Regions from separate parts of the Canis lupus genome. Here region 1 is linked to region 2. Evidence: chromatin contacts called from public Hi-C data. All regions are on one chromosome and are shown on one strand. The core of a region is the stretch at or near the end of the contact, and the rest is flanking DNA. Distances in the headings are between cores, read along the strand shown. Region 1 overlaps PTPA (serine/threonine-protein phosphatase 2A activator). Region 2 holds the start of C9H9orf50.

Region 1 (3,185 bases), core at 462-2,961, 370 kb before region 2:
CTGACTGTCCAGGATCTCCTTTCCCAAATCAGTGGTCTGGGGTTACTACTGAACCTCGTGGGACACTTGAGCTGAGGGACTGAGCTTTGATCACTAGTGGGCTTGGTAACCAATGCGGCAGGTCTGAAGGCGTGGGCGGGGCCCACAGGGTCTCTCTCTAGCCACTGGCATGTGGCTGTGTGGGATGAAACTATGGCAGGAGGCGGAGAGGCTCAGTGGACAACAGGACAGATTTCTGCTGAAGGGACACATCTCTGTCAGTGCCTGAGGACATGAGCCAGATGAAGTCCTGGAGGTGAACCAAGCAGGCTGGGCTACAGGCCTCCTTGGCAGGGGGTGTTTATTAACTGGCTGCTATTGCCCACTAAGGCCAGGTCTCCCACTTCCTCAAGGTCACTCATGGAGCTTGTTAAAACCCACGTTCCTTTGCCCAACCCCAGCTTTCTGAGTCAAGAATCTTGGGGGATAAGACCCAGGAACCCGTATTTAAATACACTTGCCAGGTGACTTTACACAGAATTTGGGGACTCACTGTTCTTAGGATCTCTCTCTCAGGAGGTGTTAGGACCTTTTGTCTTCCCTGCTGCATACCTGTCGCCCCCCTCCCCCCAAACTTTCAAAGGGTGCCCTGGTTGTAGTGTCTGGAGACGGTCTTGCCATCATTCTCTTTCCGATGCCCACATGCATATCTGGGTCCCCTCCCCACCAGGGCTGCTCTTTGGCTCTGGTTCTGAGCCCCCTGAACGGAGAAGCCTGGTTAAATAGCCATAGCCCCAGGTTCCTCATGGTCAGCATTCGGCTCAGGCCTCTGCCAAACTCCAGAGGCCAGAGGGAAATGACATGTTTTTCCAAGTCAGCAAATGGAGCCAGGACTGACGGCTGGGCAGCCACTGCTTCAGTCTCAGATTTGCTGCCTTCAGCATGTAGCAGGCCCAAGGTCAGAAGGACTTGGGGCAGCCTGGCTCACTGCCTCAAGAGCCAGTCACGTGCTACTGTTTCCAGAGTGGAATGCGAGGGTCTGGGAGTCGCAGGAGACCCTGGAGGGAACAGGAGGAACAGGGTGGGGAGAAGGAGTGCACATTCTAGGCTGAGCCCTGCTTTGCTTGCTTGGGGGTAAAGGGCTAGGCTGTTCTGGCTCCCTCTGGTGGCTAGCCAAGCCCCTGGGTCCGTCAGTGCCTAACAAGGAAGGCAGCCAGGCCGGGCCTCAAGGAATATGGGAATTGATTCCAGGTTAAAATGTTGTATTTTTATTTGTTTGGGTGGTTATACTGGTATAAAAACCCAAAAGGTTTCTAAAGTTTGGGACTCGGTTCCTTTGCTGGAGGAAATCCTACAGTGGCCACTAGGTGGCGCTAACGGCACGCCAAACTTTGAGAAGGTTTTCAGTAACTCAATTGGGGGAGAGGCAGAAAGGCAAACCCTAGAGTTTCTGCTTTTTCGGCTCCCTCTCTGCAAGGCCTGGTTTTTCCTTTGGGTCTAGGTGGTTGGGCATGGTGGTAAACGCCGGTGCTAGCAGCTCTGAGGGCTCCCTGGCCACCTGGCTAAGCTGAGGCCTGGTCAGTGAGGGTGCTGACGGCGCTGTGCTGTGCTAGTTCTCCGGAGCTCTGTCCAGGCTACGCCCACCCCAGTCCCCTTCCACCCCGCACCAGTGTTTCACTGCCCCTGGCGTTCGTGAACGAGCCCCCTCTGGGACACAGGGCACCTGAAGCCCTGTGCAGAATTCTGTGCGCTTCAGTCTGGAAGGGGGCGGTGTTGCCTCCAGAGACCTGGGGATCAGGATGGCTGGTGCAACTAGGAGGAAAAAACAAGACAAGAAGTTGGAAATGGACCTGGGCATCTCCTCCCTGTCTCCCAGGACTTGCCCTGGTAGCTCTGGGCATCCTAGAGGAGGGGGCCCCACCTTGCAGAGCTTCTGCTGTCTCAGGAAATGCAGCCCTGGCGCCTTTAAGAGCCCAGGGCCGGCAGGAAAAGAATTTCAGTTTCAATCTGGCTTCTAAATTTGGAGTTTTGGGAAGGGAGGGATCAGATTTCAGCTGGAAGGGAAGGAGCTGACAGGAAGGCGCTGTGCAGAGCCTCCCCCCATCCCCCCTCAGTTACTGACAGAGGAACCATTTACAAAAGGCCGATTCTCTTGGGAGTGGAGAGGCAGGAACGCAGCGTCTGTGAGTAATTTCCTGCTCAATATGGCTGCTCTGACTCACACGATTCCCCTGGGGTCACTGCGGGACTGCAGCTTGCTTGCTCGTTCTCGCTCTTTCTCTTCTCCCTTTGTGGCTAGAATGAGCTAATTTTTTTTTGTTGTTGTTTTGTTTTCTCGCTCCTGATTCCTTTTTTTCCCCTCATCTGTTTTCCTTTCTCAGAGTTGCAAAGTCTCCTTCTGAAGGACTTGGGGAGACCTGGGGACACTGAAGGCCTGGGGGTGGGGGGTGGGGCAGCCCCTCTAGATAAATAGCGTCTCTGGCCTTTCCATGGGGAGGGGCAGGGCCATTGGGGCTTTTCCAGCAGGCCCGAGAGGCCTTTTGGGGTCCCCTCCCGTGCCCCTAGTGGGTGAGGCTGGCCCACAAGGCAAAGCCTCTGGTTTCCCAGCATCATCTGCTGGCCTAGCCTTGGAGCCCTTGCTGAGCAGGCTTCTGGAGCGATGCTGTGGGACGAAGCCAGCAGGGTGCCTCCAGGGTGGTTTATTCACAAGGCCTTGTCCAGAGTGAAACCGATTACACATCTCCGGTGATTTCTGAACTTCTCAGGGCCTGGAAATGTGCAGGAGATGACTGGAACCTGGCACTGGTCCCCAAGGGGCAGAGAGTTTTGGGGGAAGGGGTGGGACAAGAGGGAGGGCGGGTAGCTGAGGGTGGAGCCTGCTTGAGTAGGATGGTTGGAACAAAGCTCCTTGAAGGCCAGACCCCCTAGGCTGTGGGTACCGGCAGCTATCCCTAAGAGGGAGCCTTAGAGAGAGAGAGAGAGAGAGAGAGAGAGAGAGAGAGAGCTGGGGGAAGGTACTAGGTCTAGGCACTGACCCAGGAAAAGCTCTGTGGCCACCAGCCACCCAGGGGAGGGGGATCTGGTCTCCATCTGCCACCTCTGCCACGTGGGGCTGTGGCCTCCCTACTGGAGGAAGGATCTGTTGTCTTTGCCACTGAACCTGGGGGTTGAGACAGGCTTTGGGGGAACTTTGGCCAGGGGAGGGT
Region 2 (2,860 bases), core at 158-2,657:
CAAAATCTTCTTAAGACTATCCTGGAAGTATGATGACTGGCCCCTTGAAGATAAACAAGCCACACCTGGCATGAGTGGTCAGGGTCCTCCCCACCTTCGGATCATTGTCAGCAACCCTGTCCCCATCAGCAGGTAATGGATACTTACCTCAGGTCTGGAAGGAAAGAACAGTGGGGACACTGGGGAGAATTGTGGCATTGCTCTGACACACTCCTTTTGGGTCGTGATGCTGAGGATGCTAGCCAGGAGGAGGTGGAGATAGCCATGAGCCTTTGCTTGGGGACGGTCCTTACGAGGCTCTCCCTAGTTATATGGCCTTGGGCCTCGGTTTCCTCAACTGTACAAAAGGGGCAATGGGGGACACCTGGGTAGCTCAGCGGTTGAGTGTCTGCCTTTGGCTCAGGGCGTGATCCCGGGATCCGGGATGGAGTCCCACATCGGGCTCCCTGCATGGAGCCTGCTTCTCCCTCTGCCTGTGTCTCTGTCTCTCTCTCATTGTCTCTCATGAATAAATAAATAAAATCTTAAAAAAAAAGGGGGGGGCAATGGGAGACCCGCCCTCCAGGGGTGGTCGGCAGGACTTCGGCGGGCGGACTCCGCTAGCAGTAGTAGCTCCATTCGCTCCGGAAATGACTCCGCCCCGCCCCCGCCCCCCGCCCCGCCCCGCCCCCGCCCCCGCCCCGCCCCCCCGGGGCCGACCCGGGCGGGGCCTCACCCGGCGGCGGCCCTGCGCGCTCTGCCCGCCGCTGGTGCAGGAACTCGCGGACCCTGCTGGGGAGGAGCTCTCCTAGGAGACCGCGCAGCGAATCCGGGGCCTCCCAGGCCGCGCCCCGCCAGGGATCCTCGCTCTCCCCCGGCCTGGCGCGCGGGGGCGCGGGTTCCCGGGGCGCCCTGGCCAGGAGCGGGGGCGGCAGCAGGAGTGACCTCAGCTTTGTCCGGTTCTGCGCCGCCCGCTGGGCCGCGGTGGGCAGGGCTGGCAGGCGCAGCGAGGGGCTCCTGACGCCCACGCCCATCTCCGGGTACGAGGACCCGCTCGGCCACCACCCGCCGCCGCCTACCCCCGAGGCCCTCCAGCTGTCGGGGACCCCCGCGCCCGAGACCTTGCGGAGCTGCGGCAGGGGCAGGCTGGGCAGCAGCGGGCCTCCCCTTCCGCGAGCGCCGTCGCCGGGGAGCCCCTTGAACGCCATCTGCTGGGCCCCGGGGTTGGGGAGACGCCTGGGCATTGTCTGGCCCTGCGCTCAGCTCAGGGCATTCTCACGCCAGAGGGGGGGGCGGGGGGTGCCGTGTGAAGTGGAGAGGAGGGCATAGGCCAGCCCCCAAGCCATAGTGCCCGGGGTGGGGAGGGACTTGTGGTTAGGGGGTAACGCCACTGTCTCTCTTCTGGCCGCCAGTGGCTTCAGGCCAGAGCTTGCCCAGCCTCTGTTTCCTCACCTGCAAAATGGTCACGTCAGAGTACATGCCTTTCTGAGTTGCTGTGACGTTTAGGTGAGTGAGCACGTGTAAATGGCATAGAATAGTGCCAGGCACTTTGTGCATGCTCAATTAAAGCTAGCTGCTACTATTGTTGTTATAATTACTTTAAAATTGTTATTTAGGATTTCGTCTCAGTTCCACTACTTATTAGCTTTGCAACCTTGGACAAGCCAATTGATTCACTTCTCTCATGCCTTTATCTGTAGAATGGGGATAACAGAGCACCTGCTCCTCTGTGACTAAGCACACTGGAGTGTTCAAGGTCTATTATGCTATCTATTAGCACTCCACCGGGAATTAGGAAACCTGGAACCAGGTTTGAAAGGAGACACCTGCCTAGCAGTTGCCCAGTCCTGCTGGGCCGTTAGGGCCCCTTGGGCGGAGAGCTTGTTGAGAGTACAGATGCCTCAGATTCTGATTCAATAGGTTTGGAGCCAAGATACATATTTTTTCTTTAAGATTTTATTTTTAAGTAATCTCTACCTCCAATGTGGGGCTCGAACTCACAACCCAGAGATCAAGAGTCACAAGCTCTACTGGCTGAGCCAGCCAGGCGCTCCAAGACACATATTTTTAACAAACTTGCCCTTTGGGAGACAGAGTCCTACACTTGCTCCCAGCTTTTGACACGGGGGGGGGGGGGGTGTCTTAGAGCCTGCTGCCTCCCTACCACACTCTCCTCCCAGATTGTTATCTCTGAGCTGGCTCCTGGTGTTACACTTACCTTAGTGGGGCTTCTAGTGGGTCCAGAGAAGGTCCCTTGAGTTTAGAGCCCCCTAATCGGTGGGCTGGTCCTTGGGAGATCCCATCTTCCCAGCCTGGTCTCTCTGCTGCACCCTCCCTGCTGCCTCAAGGGCCTGTTCAGGGTCATTGTGATCTGCCCCTCACCCAAGGCCATGTGAGGAACAGTGGGCTTTTGGGCCTGAAGACAGAAGGTGGGGCTTTGTGCTCAGGAAGCCAAGGCTATATTCACAAGGGAGTTGGTGGAACTCCTGACCAGGGCAGCCAGGCCCAAGCCAGGGGCAGAGGGCTCAGGGTTCCACTTCCCTCTCTGGATCTGGGAGGCCCAGGTGGGTCAAGTTTGAGCTGGGCAGCTCTGGAAGTACAATTTCAACCAGAATCCTGGGCAGTAAGAATATAGTAGGCCTGGAAATGAAGAGAACCAATTTCAGATCCAGGCTCTGCTTCTGTTTGCTGTGTAATGCTGGAAAGTCTGTCTGTTCTCAGGGCTCCATAGTAAAACAGACTGTTGGGCCCCATCTGTGACTCTTGACTAGGAAGGGCAGGGGAAAAGCTTATTCTGTGAAACATGAGTGGGGGAGGATTGTTTGGACCAGCAATTTCACTGGAATGATATCATTTTACAATTTTGTAAGTCAGCCTGGAG

The links. A called contact is a pair of places that touch in the nucleus more often than the background predicts.
Region 1: a Hi-C map of blood shows a contact between it and region 2, with 3 times the contacts expected there. The contact joins the enhancer-like site here to the promoter of C9H9orf50 in region 2. A contact is called at or near these places in 3 of 9 Hi-C or Micro-C datasets (amygdala and blood).

Annotation. Positions count from the first base shown.
Region 1 is chr9:54,630,092-54,633,276 of UU_Cfam_GSD_1.0, reverse strand. All of the region lies in intron 8 of PTPA (serine/threonine-protein phosphatase 2A activator), which reads left to right. Among named protein-coding and RNA genes, the nearest start is that of CRAT, 23 kb to the left of the region's middle. Within about 2 kb of position 1,711, at least 11 of the 20 cell types and tissues checked have an H3K27ac peak or open chromatin away from gene starts, as enhancers often do. A contact at or near this core is called in blood, where this site is marked.
Region 2 is chr9:54,261,931-54,264,790 of UU_Cfam_GSD_1.0, reverse strand. It overlaps C9H9orf50, which reads right to left and starts at 1,407. Exons shown (of 7, transcript XM_038549078.1): 1 at 716-1,407; 2 at 148-337; 3 at 1-43. The coding sequence starts at 1,223.